2 separate regions of the Canis lupus genome follow, and region 1 is linked to region 2. The links are chromatin contacts, called in public Hi-C maps. All regions are on one chromosome and are shown on one strand. Each heading gives the region's core, a stretch centred on a gene start, on an enhancer-like site or on the middle of the called end of the contact. The rest is flanking DNA. Distances are from core to core; before and after follow the strand shown. Region 1 holds the start of RAP2C (ras-related protein Rap-2c). Region 2 overlaps LOC119878082 (a long non-coding RNA gene).

Region 1 (6,396 bases), core at 1,808-4,307, 290 kb after region 2:
CTATTAATTCTAGGTAATAATCTTTTCAGTTAGTAACTTTCCTTCACACACCCCAAGGTGAGTAAAATGCCTAGAAGGCAGGTGTTGAGTTCTTCATCTTGTAACGCTAAGATTTATGAATCTGGATGAGAGAACAGAGGAAGAGGTGGGGAAAGCAGACCCAGAGGAGTTACAGATACCGGGCTCCAAATAATTTTCTCTCCAAAGTTTTCTATTTACCTGAGGTTATCTGTTAAATGTTGTCTGGTTAAGTACCTTGATCAATACTTGTTGAATCGAACAAGCAATTTCAGAAGGTTCTATTCCAGGCTAAACATACACAGGCTGCCCTATTTCTTTCTCAATTTGACGCAAAAATAACTTTGAAATATTTGTTGACGGTTGTTACTGCAGACTCTCTATAGAAAAAACCCGATACTTTTCCCTGCCAGAAGTAACCTCAAAAATGCGCCATGTCTAACTTTCTGAAGCAAAACATAGTGATTAACACACAGTTCAAGCTCACCAGAAGTAAATGTGGGATCACCACACCCCCTTCTAACAAATTACAAGACTCGGTTTGGTTACCTGGAAGGACTGTTGATTAACCAGGCTATAAACCAGGATGAAACCTTGGCCGTTTTTGATGTAGAGATCTCTCATGGAGGCAAACTGCTCAGTTCCTGCGGTGTCCAGAATTTCCAGCACGGAGGGGGAAGAGTCCACTTCGATCTCTTTGCGGTAGAAATCTTCAATGGTGGGGTCATATTTCTCAATGAAAGTCCCGGTGACAAACTGCACAGTAAGGGCAGATTTGCCAACCCCTCCGCTCCCTAACACCACTACCTTGTATTCCCTCATGAGTCTCACCTTCAGCAACTTCTACCACAGGGAGGGAAAAGAACACCCCGCTAGCCACGGCGGCTCGGGGAGGCGGAAGGTGGGCGGAAATCTGCGAACTGGGGAGGAGAGTGCGGAGCGGCCGAGGGCCCAACGGGGGAAGAAGAGGAAGTTAAAGGAGGGGGAGGGGAAAGAGCCAAGTGTCGGGTGGGTGGGGATGGGATGGTGATGCCCTTCCTATAGGAACTGAAGCCCAGGCAGGGGGCGTGGGGAGGAGGGCAAGCACCGAGAGGCGGGGTGGGGAGACGCGCCGCGCCCCTGAGGGAAGCGGTGGGGGCCGCGCAACGGGGGCCCCCGCGGCCAGGGTTGGCCCGGCACCCCTCCCCCCGCCCTTCACACAAAGGGGCCCAGGGACCCCGCTTCCTGCTCGCGCCGCCGAGCCAGCCCAGGCCTGTGGGCTCGGCTCCAGTCACTGCCGCCCGGGCGGGTCTCTGGGCCGCGGCTCCCGCGGGCGTCGTCCGGCCTGTGGGGAAGGGGGTGAGGGGGCGCGTTACCGCCGGGCCCCCGACCGCCGCCCGCCTTCCTCGCTCCGCACCCCCCTCCTCCCCGCCAGCTCCTGCCCGGACCCGGACCCGGCTGCCTCCGCCAGCGCCGCCACTTACCCCGCCGTCCGCACCCGCCCGGCCGCCCGGGAGGCTCCGTCACGCCAAGGCCATGGCCAGCGGCCGGCTCCTCGGTCTCTCCGCCGCCCCAGCGCCGCTGCTCGCGGAGGGGAAAGGGGCGGGGGCTGTCCGGTGGCGGCGGCGGCCACTCTGGGCGAAGCCACCTCTTTTTTTTTCCTCACCCCCCCCCCCCCCCAGCACACACCCGGAAGGGTTTCCCTGACACACTGGCTGAGGTGCCCCAGTTCCCCGAGACTGGCCGGGATCACTTCCGGTGGGGAAAGTCCCACCTCTCCGGGGCGAGCCGGGTGGCTCTGGGGCCGCGCCCTGCCGAGTGAGGCGGCAGGGGACGGTCTCGGTTCGCGGCCGCGGCCTTGGCAAAGGGCCTCTCAGAGAACCTCCGGCGGCCTTCCCTTTCCTGCCCGCAACCCCAGCTGCTGACAGTCGCATCCCAAAGGCGCCAAACCCCTTGGCGTCTCCGCGGCTCGCAGCCAGAGGACTTGCACCGCCGGCTGGCGAGTGCTTGGACGGCGGGTTACCATCCGGCCCCCGGGAGAGCGCCCAACATCCCGGCTCGAGAAGGCGCAAGGAAAATAAAGCAGCCAAGAAAGTTCATTCTCATAGCTCGTGTTTCGAACACTTGATGTTTCTCTAGAAACGCGTGCAAACTACCCTTCGACTGCACTACCGCTCTTAATCCATTTGTGATGTGTCTTACTTGGCCATGCCTGACAAATAATTAAATACAGTACTTTTATCATCTAGCAAATTGGCTCGACTCCACCAGCAAATGACAAAGTCACTCCTTCCCTTCTTATCACAAGACTCAAAAACAACAGGAATAGAAACACTTTATCTGACAATAACTCAGCTTTGCCATTTTTGATTGTAACCACTACACGGCGGGAAAGGTAAGCAATACTCAGGGGAGAGTTGATTGGAAATTGTTTAGGCCTACGAGACTAATTGCTTTTAATCTTTCATTATCTGCCCGCAGAGCAGTTCCCGCAGCTGGCTCTTCCCCGATAAAGTCTGTTTCAATGGTCATCCTTCATAGTCCTTGAAATGCAAGAGGAAAGGACTGCTGTTAAACACTAAGTTTCTATTTTTAGATAAATTTATTACTTCTTAAATATCTTTCCCTCTGCTAACTTTCTATTTGTAAACTTTGTGTCAGATCCACAGAGCCCCAATGCTCGATTATATTTTAGGCATGTCACCCCCTTTTTGATTCAAGCATGTACCCAGGAACCTGAGAGACCGGTCGCCTTAAATTGATTCCAAATTCTCTTACTTGCAAGCCCTCACAGCCAGGCTGGATGAAAAGAGATTTATTACCAAACCCAAACTGGTAGACATTAGAAAACAGGCAAATCCCGGTAGTTTGAAGTCCCACTGTGTCTTTCCCTGAGCACTCCCCAATGTCACTTACAGTGTCCAGAGGACAGTTTACTTCAATTTCTCCTCGGCTCCGGGCTGCTGCAATCTGTCCAGCGGAGTCCCCAGCTCTGGCTCCAGCTGGCCTGAGTCCCGCCTGATATCTGAGGCACTGCCCTCTGCTGGAAGAGGTTGGTCTATGAGTTTTGAGTCTCCCCATAGGTCACTGCTCCTTCCACACGTGCTTTTGCCTGATTTGGAGCTCTGCTGCCCATCTCCCTGTCTAGCTGTCTCCAGACTGTCTGGTGGGATCTATACCCTGCACCAACTCTGCTTGAACCTGAGTCTGGAAATCCTCTTCTGATCCAGCAATCACTGTTGAGAAATAGTACCCAACCTCTGCCTTATTACTAAACTGTCACAACAGGGAGCTCCTCTTTTTGAGGTTGTCCCAACTGTTGGCAAGTCTCATATCTCTGATTGTGTTGGCCAAACTGTTTTGGACACAGTTCTTTGTTTCTCCACACAGTGAAACGTGCTCCTCCCCTCAGTACAGAGTCCTACAGGGTCACTCATCAGCTACAGAGTTGACATGTGTCACACTCAATCTGAAGCTCCCTCTAAACTTTCTTGGGAACGAGCTTCATTCCAGCAGCAGTTAGGAAAGCAAACAATTGGAAGTAGCTTAAAATGCCCTTCAGTAGACAATTCTAAAATAATTGTGTGTGTGTGTACATTTGCAAAATGGATACAATGCAGCTATTTATTTAAAAGAAGAAAGATCTGTAAGTGCTGATATGAAAAGATGGTCAGGACATGTGATAAGGCTGAAAGAGAGCAAGATACTGAACAAATACATAGTTGCTTCCATCAAGGTAAAATATGTGGGAAAGTGCAATATATAGTTGCGTGTCCATTAACACCTGAAACAAGTCATGAAGTATCCATGAGAGGTATTATGAAAGGATTTTCATTTCTCCACAACTTTTTCATTTTTCAACAATGATCAGGTGTTATTGGGGGGAAGAGGGAATAAATACCATTTCATGATATTTTTAAAGGAAAAAGAAGAAATTTGTTAATCACCACTTCCTCAAAAAACAATGTCCTGACTGTCTGGGGATCAGTGGACAAGTCTGCCCAATTTAAACTCCCTCCTGCTGCCTGTTCTATCCTCCCCAAACATCTCTATACTTAGAAAAGTATTTTCACATACATTATCTCATTAGACTCCAGTTGTTCACCAGTTTACTTTTATTAGCCAATGAGAGTTAAAAACCCAATTAGAAGAGCACAGCCAGGCAGTTGAGTGCCAAGGTCTCTGAACCAAGGCAGGCATTTATGCGGCCACTTGCCTACCTCCTCAGCTGTGGCACCATGAGCAAGTGATTTCACCAGTCCAAGGCTCTAGCTTCTCATCTGTAAAATGAAGCTAACCATTTCATGTGAAAATACAATGAAGTAGTATATGTAAGATGCTTAGTTCAGTTTCTTGGTCATGACCAATCCTCAATAAATGCTGTCTCTTTGGTTTTTATTTAAAAGACTTGGTAAAGTGTTACTTAAAAAATATCAGTGGACATAGAGAGGAAAACAAAACTTTAAAAGCCCAAATATCTCCCAATGGCACAAAAATAATAACCGAGTTACTCTTTCCAAAGATATTTATTGTTAAAACCTTCTTGTATTTCAGGGGGAAAACAGTATTCATGTGCTAGCATTTTTATCAACCCATCTTCTATATGTATTTTTAAAAATTATTTTATTTTTTGTTTTTTAAAAGATTTTATTTATTCATAAAAGACAGAGAGAGAGAGAGGCAGAGACACAGACAGAGGGAGAAGCAGGCTATATGCAGGGAACCGGATGTGGGACTCGATGTGGGACTGGATCCCGGGACTTCAGGATCATGCCCTGGGGCAAAGGCAGGCACTAGACCACTGAGCCACCCAGGGATCCCCTAAAAGTTATTTTATTTTATTTTATTTTTTTATTTTTTTTATTTTTTTTATTTTTTATTTTTTTTTCCCTAAAAGTTATTTTAAAAGACATCTTACTATACACATCATTCTGCACCTTGCTTTTTTTTTTTTCACTTACTATATCTTGGTGATGGAAATCATTGAAACAAAAGGGTACTTGCATTTAAAATTCTCTGGTCAATATTGTGAAATTGTCCTTCAGAAACATCATACCAATTCACATTCCTACCAACACTGCATGTGGTTTTTTTGTAACCTCACCCTAGGTATTACTAGTTTTAGTCTTTTAGAGATACTGTTACTCACTTTAGGGTATTTTCAGGACTAACAAATGCAGGGTAGTATGATAGAAGGAATTTGGGCTTCAGAATCAGTCTTAACATTCTCCTTTGCAAGCTAGATCTTCATTCCCTCGTTTAGTAAAGTTGGACACGATGGCGGTAACTAGCTCATAAGGCTCCTTGGAAGAATAAATGAGACAGCCCATTCAAAGCACTTAGCCTTCCAAACACTAACTGCTTCATAAATGTAAAATGCTCACATAACAACTTTCCACTCCCAAGGCTCAAGGATGGGGGAGGGTCACTTCTCCAGATAGTATGCCCTTGAGATTCAGAACTTCTGTTGTAATTCTGTATCAGCCTCCACTAGAAAATAACTGCAGCTCAGGCAATCAGTTTTAAGAACACAGCTGACTTTCTACCATAGTGAAGAAATCTTAGGGTATAAACTATACGCAGAATATGTAAGTTACAGGTACCTAATCCTGTTTTGTGCAAATGGCTCAGCACAAGTGGTAAGTGTGAAAGTTTGCTTAAGGCACTAGTTGTCCCTTTCCAGTTGCTACCTCCTTCAGTTGCAAGCCCTGGAGCCATAAACTGTTCTGGATCATTTTCCCTCACTTCCACCCTCCCAAGGGAGCCCTCTCACCTTCCAGGTCCTGGGAAGAAACCCAAGCCCCATGATATTGGTGTCCCAGGCGCTTCCCACTCCTTGGCTTGAACTTGCCTTTGGATTAACAGAGCCTGAGTTAGTAGTGTCCTAGGTCTTTGCCTACAAAAGTCTTCGTCAGGGCATTTCCTCTTACTTCATTGCTTTAGATGGGCCTCTCAATAAACACTGCTCTGGGTCCTTCCCAGCTCCTTCTAACCTCTGAGATCCCAATTTCCCTTGTCAGATTCTGCCTCCAGCTGCACCAGCTGCTGGTTCTGCAAATCAGTCTCCCCAGGTACACAGAACAAATTTTATGACTTTATTATCCTTTTCTCATTATAAAAAAAGTTTTTCGCAAAAAAACTCTTTAAAAAAAAGGTGAAATACTACTACCCAAAGGAAATTGCCATAAAATTTTAGTTCCTTTCACTGTGTTTTTCTCTGAGAGTGAAAAATTTTTTTTAACTGAGAACGTGGTGATATAATTTTGTGTAATGAAACTTCATGCCTGCATAAAGTATTAAAAATACTCAGGTACCTCTCAGCTTCAGTAGACCTTCTTCCCCATAGCTCTAGCTTTCCTACAACCCCAACTAAGATTTAATCACATTCAACCTTGTCCA
Region 2 (6,682 bases), core at 3,937-6,436:
CACATCTTTCTGCATCCAGGTTTTGGAAGATGTGGGGGAAGGACCACAAATGGCAATTACAGGGAAGGCAAGAGTGGAGAGGGCAGAAAGAGAAAGGAGGACGGAAGAAAGAGGCATACACTTGAAACCCCTATAACATCTTGTGTCAACTCTTCTCCAATTTAAAAGAAAACAATGAAAAACAGCAAAAAAAATCTCACAAAAGAATAAAAAAAGAAAGCGAACTCCCCCACACACTGTCCCCCCCTTGCATGCACATATGCACACACGCACAGAACCACATTCATTAATACCTCCAACCTCATTCTCCCAGAATGATCTGTTTTCTTTTTTCCCCCGATTCACATTTATGAAGCTAAATTATATCCACTGATGATCACCAGTGCCAACAGATAACAGGAAACAGATAAATGACTCCAGTGGCCATTTTATAAGTGAAGCTGTCTATTCATGTCCATTCATTTAACAGGCCCAGTGTTACAATCCCCCATTTAGTCTCTGAATTATAATGTATATTACTTGGTAACAACACCAGGGTTTTTCACAGAATAAGAGATTTCTCTTTCTCACATTTATTTTTATTTTTAAAAACAAATAATATTCCAAGGTAAGAGGGTCCGAGTTAGAGTGAAGGTCTGGGATTAGTTGTGTATTAAGACTGACTTCCCAAATTGCTCAGTAATTAAGAATAGTAATTTTTAAGTAGGATATGGTACAGCATAGAGGATTTCATTATGAGCTTATGAGTGGAGATAAGGTGAGGTTGAGGGTTTTTGTCAGTGCAGTGATGTGATAATGAATAGCTATGAAGAGTGTCAGAAAAGGGGACTAGGTCAGGGTTGAAGAAGACTATTTTGCATTTTCCTTGCAAATGTTTTAAAAGTGATTTTTGCAGACAGTAGATCATTTTGTTTCAGATATGTGGTAAGGGTTAGGCATGCTTGTTTCAAACATCACTTAATTTTTAAAACTATGATTTTATTTATATTAACAGATGATGTGGGGGGCTAGGGTAAAGCCAGCACCCGGGACACAAGAATCAGTTCTGTCTGTTGTGTTACTAGGTAATTTTGGAAAGTGGGGAATTCATAGAACACATAGAACAGCATGGTTCTCGGGGGGATGTGAAGATTAGGAAGACTGGCAGGTATGATGTAAGGCTCAGTGACGAATGATGGTCACGTGTATGGTGAGCATAGCAGAAGTTCTTTTTTTGGCAGGGGTGGAATACATGATAAGATAAAGTAGTGGATTTACTGAAAATGGAAGAATTACACAGCAGCTGTCGATGGTGTGAATAAGGATCAGAGATTTCTGTTCATAATATCACCAGTAGTAAAAAGGGTGATGTAAAGCAAGATGATGGTTAGGGAGGGATGCAAAATGAAGGATAGCTCTTTCTCATATAACTTTCTTATCTCACAATCACAGGCACTACAGGGGACAAAGGAGCAGGGATGTGCCTAATAGTTGGGGATAGTTAAATATGGTATCAGGGTCAGTGATAGGATGAAATTGGGGTGGCTGTTTGAACATTACTTGGACATTGAAAAAGAATAATTTATAATTGAAATGCTTAGTAGCAGTAAGGGATCACATGAGTGTCAGTGACAGGTTGAGTATCATATGTGTCTATTTTTCAGACTAGCTGCTCATAAAACAGCATCTTTATTATCATGATTTTTAAGACTATCTATTTGAGAGAGAGAGAACAAGCAGTGGGGGAGGGGCAGGGGGAGAAAGAGAAGCAGACTCCCCAATGAACAGGGAGCCCAATGCAGGCCTAGATCCCAGGACCAGGAGATCATGACCTGTGCAGAAGGCAGATGCTTAACCTGACTGAGCCACCCAGGCACCCCTATTATCATGATTATTATATGAATGTCAGGGTAAGAGTTAGGAATGGGATAGATCTGGAAATTTGTGAAGGTTGGAGGATGTCTGTTTTCTATATAATTAAACATTGAAAATACTGATTTTACATAAGAGAAGTTTTTGGATGGGGGTCAGGGATAGAGGTCAAGTCAGCAGTGGCTGATACACTGAAAAAAGTGTCAGGATAAGGAATATGCTAAGGATGGATACTTTACATATTACTTCATCAAGAAAACAGTACATAGTACAAATAGGGTGCGGTCACAGAAGGAGTGATGGGGATAGACATCTTGTTGGCTATAGTTGACTATAGTTCACTAAAGTGAAATATAGTGATTTTTACATATAATCAAAGAGTATTCTCTTATAACTATCAGAATGTTTGTTTGCTATATTACTTGGTAGTAGAAAGCACTGCTTTTACATAAGGGATAGGTTTAGGGGTCTATGTTGGAATGAGATTACAGAATAGATGAAGTAGCAGGGATGGATTGAGGCCAGGTTCAGAGATACCTACATTGCACATTACTTGTTCAAAAATAAAGTGGCAGTCCTGTAGCAATGAATACACCTAGGACCCCAATCTTGGTTTTTAATGTCATTCTCCAATAAAGGGAACCAGGACTCCTTGGAGAAATGCCTGATTCTAAGACTGGGACAGGAAATATACAAGATGAACCTGGAGCATCTTCCAGTGCCAGAAAGTAAAAAAGTTCTCCCCAAAAATTGCACCAATGGGAGTTGTCAAAGGGACATAGGGGCCAATAGATCGAGCTCCCAATGACTAAAGTGGGAACAATTTTGCCAACAAAATAAACTAGTATTTGATTGTAATTCAACATGTAAAATAAATATATCCAAGAGTCCACACTGTTATAAATAAATGATTGGATAATTAAGTGAAGGAAAAGAGACAAATCTCCCATGCAAAGAATCCCAAATAATGTATGTAGCTACTCAGCTTTCAAGAAGGGAGAGCATAATTCTCCGCTCCGTAAAAATGGGCTGATTGTGGTGACTTACTTCCTAACAGTACAGCATAAAAGAAAGAAAAAAAAGTAGCTGTATCATAGAGGAGCCTGAAAAACACTATGTCACCCAGGTAATCAAGGTTAACTTCAACACTAAGTTCTGTTAACAGTATATACTTTCGACATGATGTGATGAAAATGGCACTTGACCTCTGTGATCTTCTTCCTCAAAAACCTATAATGCCAGTTTAATCGTGAGAATAAAAACACACAAACTCCAATATAGGGACATTATACTAAATATCTGACCTGTATTTTTCAAGACTATCAAGGTCATCAAAAACAAGCAAAGTCTGAGAAGCTCACAGCTCAGAGGAGCCCAAGAGACATGACGAGTAAATATAACTGTATCCTGGATGGGATCCTGGACCCCCTAAAACAAGGACATTAGGTAAAAACTAAGGAGATCTAAAGAGAGTATGGACATTAGTGAATATGACATATCAGTAGTGGTTCCTTAATTGTGACAAATGCACTGCACTAATATAAGATGCTAACAATAGAGGAAATTGGGTGTGGGGTATGTGAACTCTCTGTATGATCTTTGCAACTTTCCTGTAAATACAAATCTATTCTGAAATTAAAAGTTTGTTTTAAAAATAAATGACATCATAAAAGCTGAGGGGCTCGGTGGGTGAGGCTGAGAGATATGCTGAAAATTATAAGTGGCTTGAATGTCAGGTGTAGGGATATCTAGTTTACACCTTACTTGGTATTATGTCTTTAAAAAATGATTTTATATAGGATGAGGAATGGGGTGGGTTTCAGAGATGAAGTGAGGGGTAGGTATTTGATAAAGTGAGAGCAAAGCATGGTGAGGCCCATGTGTGGCTTGAGGATTTGAGAAGAGGTGTTAGGAAGATTGTTTTGCACATCGATTGGTAGTAAAATAGTGTGTGTGTTTGTTTACAAAGGAAGTAGGATGATGTAGGCACCTCAGAGTAGGCTTGGGATGGAATAAAGTAGAAGCTGCAGGAAGAAGCTATAGAGGAAAGGCTAAACTTTAGGTATTGGAAACAGATGTGATGAGGAAGATGTGAACAATTGATTCTTATATTATTTGGCAATAAGATGGGAAAGAACACAGTGATTTAGTCCTATTCTGTGGTAGTCTATGTACAGCCATTTTAATTACTCCCAAAGTCCTGCTAGTATTTAAAACTTTCTGTGTCTTCATTACACTGAGAGATATCCTTGTGTGTAAAGTTACAACGCAGGAGACTGGATGGTGTGTGGGCCAACAGGATGGCCCTGGAGGATGCCACACATCAAGGAGGTTTCTCATCCCCAATGATCACACTCATCATTGACCCTCTTAAAGTTTTATATTAGGGTGACCAGGGGACAGGTATTATGAAAGTTTCAGTTCAGCAGAACTGTATCACCAACTATTGTACTGTCATGGTATTTCAGGATCTAGGTCAATGTCTTCAGGGCCTCACCAACTTCCTGATCAGACCTCTTCTTGCACTTTGAATTGAGTTCATCTTATAACCTAGTGCCATATATTTACCCCTAGAAGATCCTTCAAATCACATAGGGAGCTTTTGAAAAAAACAAAAACAAAACACCAAAGCCTATACTCCATACTGAAAATTCTAATTTTCTGTTTGGTATGAAACCCTGACATCAATATTAAAAAAATTTTCTCCAGGTGACAACCATCAAGCTAATGCCTGTTTTCTGTTCCCTTCTTCTGATTACTTTCCCAGTTTCATCAACACTTGCCTTTAAGGTCATGGTTGTCTATTCTTGTGGGCTGTTGAGTCTTCCTCCATCCAAACTGGAGACAACTACTGAACACTGGACACGGGGCACACAGTTAGCTTCCTGTCTGGATATCCTGGCCAGGCCCCAACTCCCCTTCAAGTTAGCAAACTGAAGCAGGGAAGGTATGGTGAGCCATCCCTCAAGGAAGAGAGCAGAGGGCAGGAGCTCAAGTGGGCCTGCATGTGTCCTCACTGATCCAGAGGGAGACAGAACGTGCAGACTGGCCATGGTAACTTCGAGACTTCTGGACTGTTCTTTGCTCCTTGTGGCTCCTGTGCAGGTTAGCCTTGCTGTGTGTGTCCTGAATGTGTCTCTGCCTGGTGCTGAGGGAAGCCCTCCCAACAGGTTGCTCATGTGCCGGCCATCTGGGCCCAGGGAGGGAGGAGCTGGGGTGGCAGCGATCCCCTTTGCAGTCGATCCCCTTTGCAGTTGTGCTTGGGGGTGTGGAAGGGAATCCAAAGGGTAGAGTGGGAGGTGGCAGCTACAGAGAAGGGAGAAGGCAGGGTCCCAGGTCTTACATCAAAGCTGGGGAAGAAGAACAGGGTGGGACCAGGTGAGGCTGAGAGGGAATCCAGCTGCTGAGCAGAGGAAAAGCTCCAAGTGTTTCCAGGCCAAGCCTGGAGGGCCAAAGAAAGGTGAGCAGCCCTAAGAGGCCTTTGTCAGGGAGGGCCTGTCCCTGTCCTCTGAGGGCCTAACTGCCACCAAAAAAATTACCATCGACGCACTTCCCCCCCAGCTCCGCGCTTTGTGCACAGAGAGAGCCATGCTGGGGCCCAGCTGGGGCCTCTCTGCCCATCAGGGTGAGGACCCAGTGGGAAGGCCCACAGGCCAGAGCCAGCTTCTCTCTGGGACACCACTTCCTGACCCTCCAGCTGTGGTTCTTAAATTATGAGTGTCACAAAAGCCACGGTGGAACGGATGACAGCTACGGGGAAATGCACCAGTATAGCTTTCACATATGACTCAAGGGGGGAGGAGGTAACTTTCACAGAGCCTCTCGCCCTTCCCTTCCATCCCCAAGTAAAGAACCCCTGCTCTGCCCTCCTGTTCTTCCACTAGCCAGCTCAAACGCGCCCATCCTGCGTTGGGTGTCCTATGCCACAATGACCGCTAGATGTCGACAGAGACCTGGCAGGACGCCTCACCTTCCCTTCTAGGGCTAAGGACAACCTTTTCATGGGGCCGGTTTGTCCTTGCCCAGGAGTGAAATTAGGGCTCAGGACAAGAGTGGCCTCAGATCTGTCCTTCACCATTCACAGGCAACTTAGAGAGAATAAAGACTAAAACTCGCTCTCTGCTGGTACCTGGTACATCCTCCTTTTGCAATCCTCTCCCTGCCCTGATCACACAGTGTGTTGGTTGATTTCCACCCTTCGGAGCCTGTAGGACAGATGCTGCCAATGTAGCTGCCTTTGCTGTCCCTGTGTTCCCCAAACCTACAGCCTCCCTTCTCCAGGTGGGAGTGGATGGAGAGCTAGCTTCTCTCTTGATCTCAGCATAACTCACTATCTAGGAGTACTGTGGGCAAGGTGAAGGACATGGGCCACATTTAACAGCTCTGTGACTTTGAGCTCTTTACTTAGCCTCTCTGAGCCGACCTCATGGGATGATTATGGGAATGAAATGATTCGATATTTCTTTTTTTTTTTTAAAGATTTTATTTATTCATTCATGAGAGACACAGACAGAGGGAGAAGCAGGCTCCATGCAGGGAGTCTGATGCGAAACTCAATCCTAGGACCTCGGGATCACAACCTGAGTCAAAGGCAGACGCTCGACCACTGAGCCACCTAGGTGTCCCTGATTTGATATTTCTAAAACACTTTGAACAACACCTGGCACGTAGTAGGTAGTATATGTTAGCTATTCTAATTTGTCCTCTTGGGTCCTTATAATAAGGCCTCAGTAATTAGCTTTTTCTATTTTCTTCATCATCATCATCATCATCATCATCATCATCATCATTACTGGCATTTCCCCTTTAGGGCTCCTACTTTCTGACTATG

Evidence for each region. A called contact is a pair of places that touch in the nucleus more often than the background predicts.
Region 1: a Hi-C map of blood shows a contact between it and region 2, with 9 times the contacts expected there. The contact joins the promoter of RAP2C here to the enhancer-like site in region 2. A contact is called at or near these places in 2 of 9 Hi-C or Micro-C datasets (both in blood).

Annotation. Positions count from the first base shown.
Region 1 is chrX:104,066,098-104,072,493 of UU_Cfam_GSD_1.0, forward strand. RAP2C (ras-related protein Rap-2c) reads right to left here and starts at 3,058. Exons shown (of 4, transcript XM_038588325.1): 1 at 2,914-3,058; 2 at 568-1,342. The coding sequence starts at 840. It overlaps LOC119868515 (a long non-coding RNA gene), which reads left to right and starts at 1,689. Exons shown (of 3, transcript XR_005386447.1): 1 at 1,689-2,392.
Region 2 is chrX:103,773,550-103,780,231 of UU_Cfam_GSD_1.0, forward strand. The region is part of intron 2 of LOC119878082 (a long non-coding RNA gene); the gene reads right to left. Among named protein-coding and RNA genes, the nearest start is that of STK26, 100 kb to the right of the region's middle. Within about 2 kb of position 5,187, at least 2 of the 20 cell types and tissues checked have an H3K27ac peak or open chromatin away from gene starts, as enhancers often do. A contact at or near this core is called in blood, where this site is marked.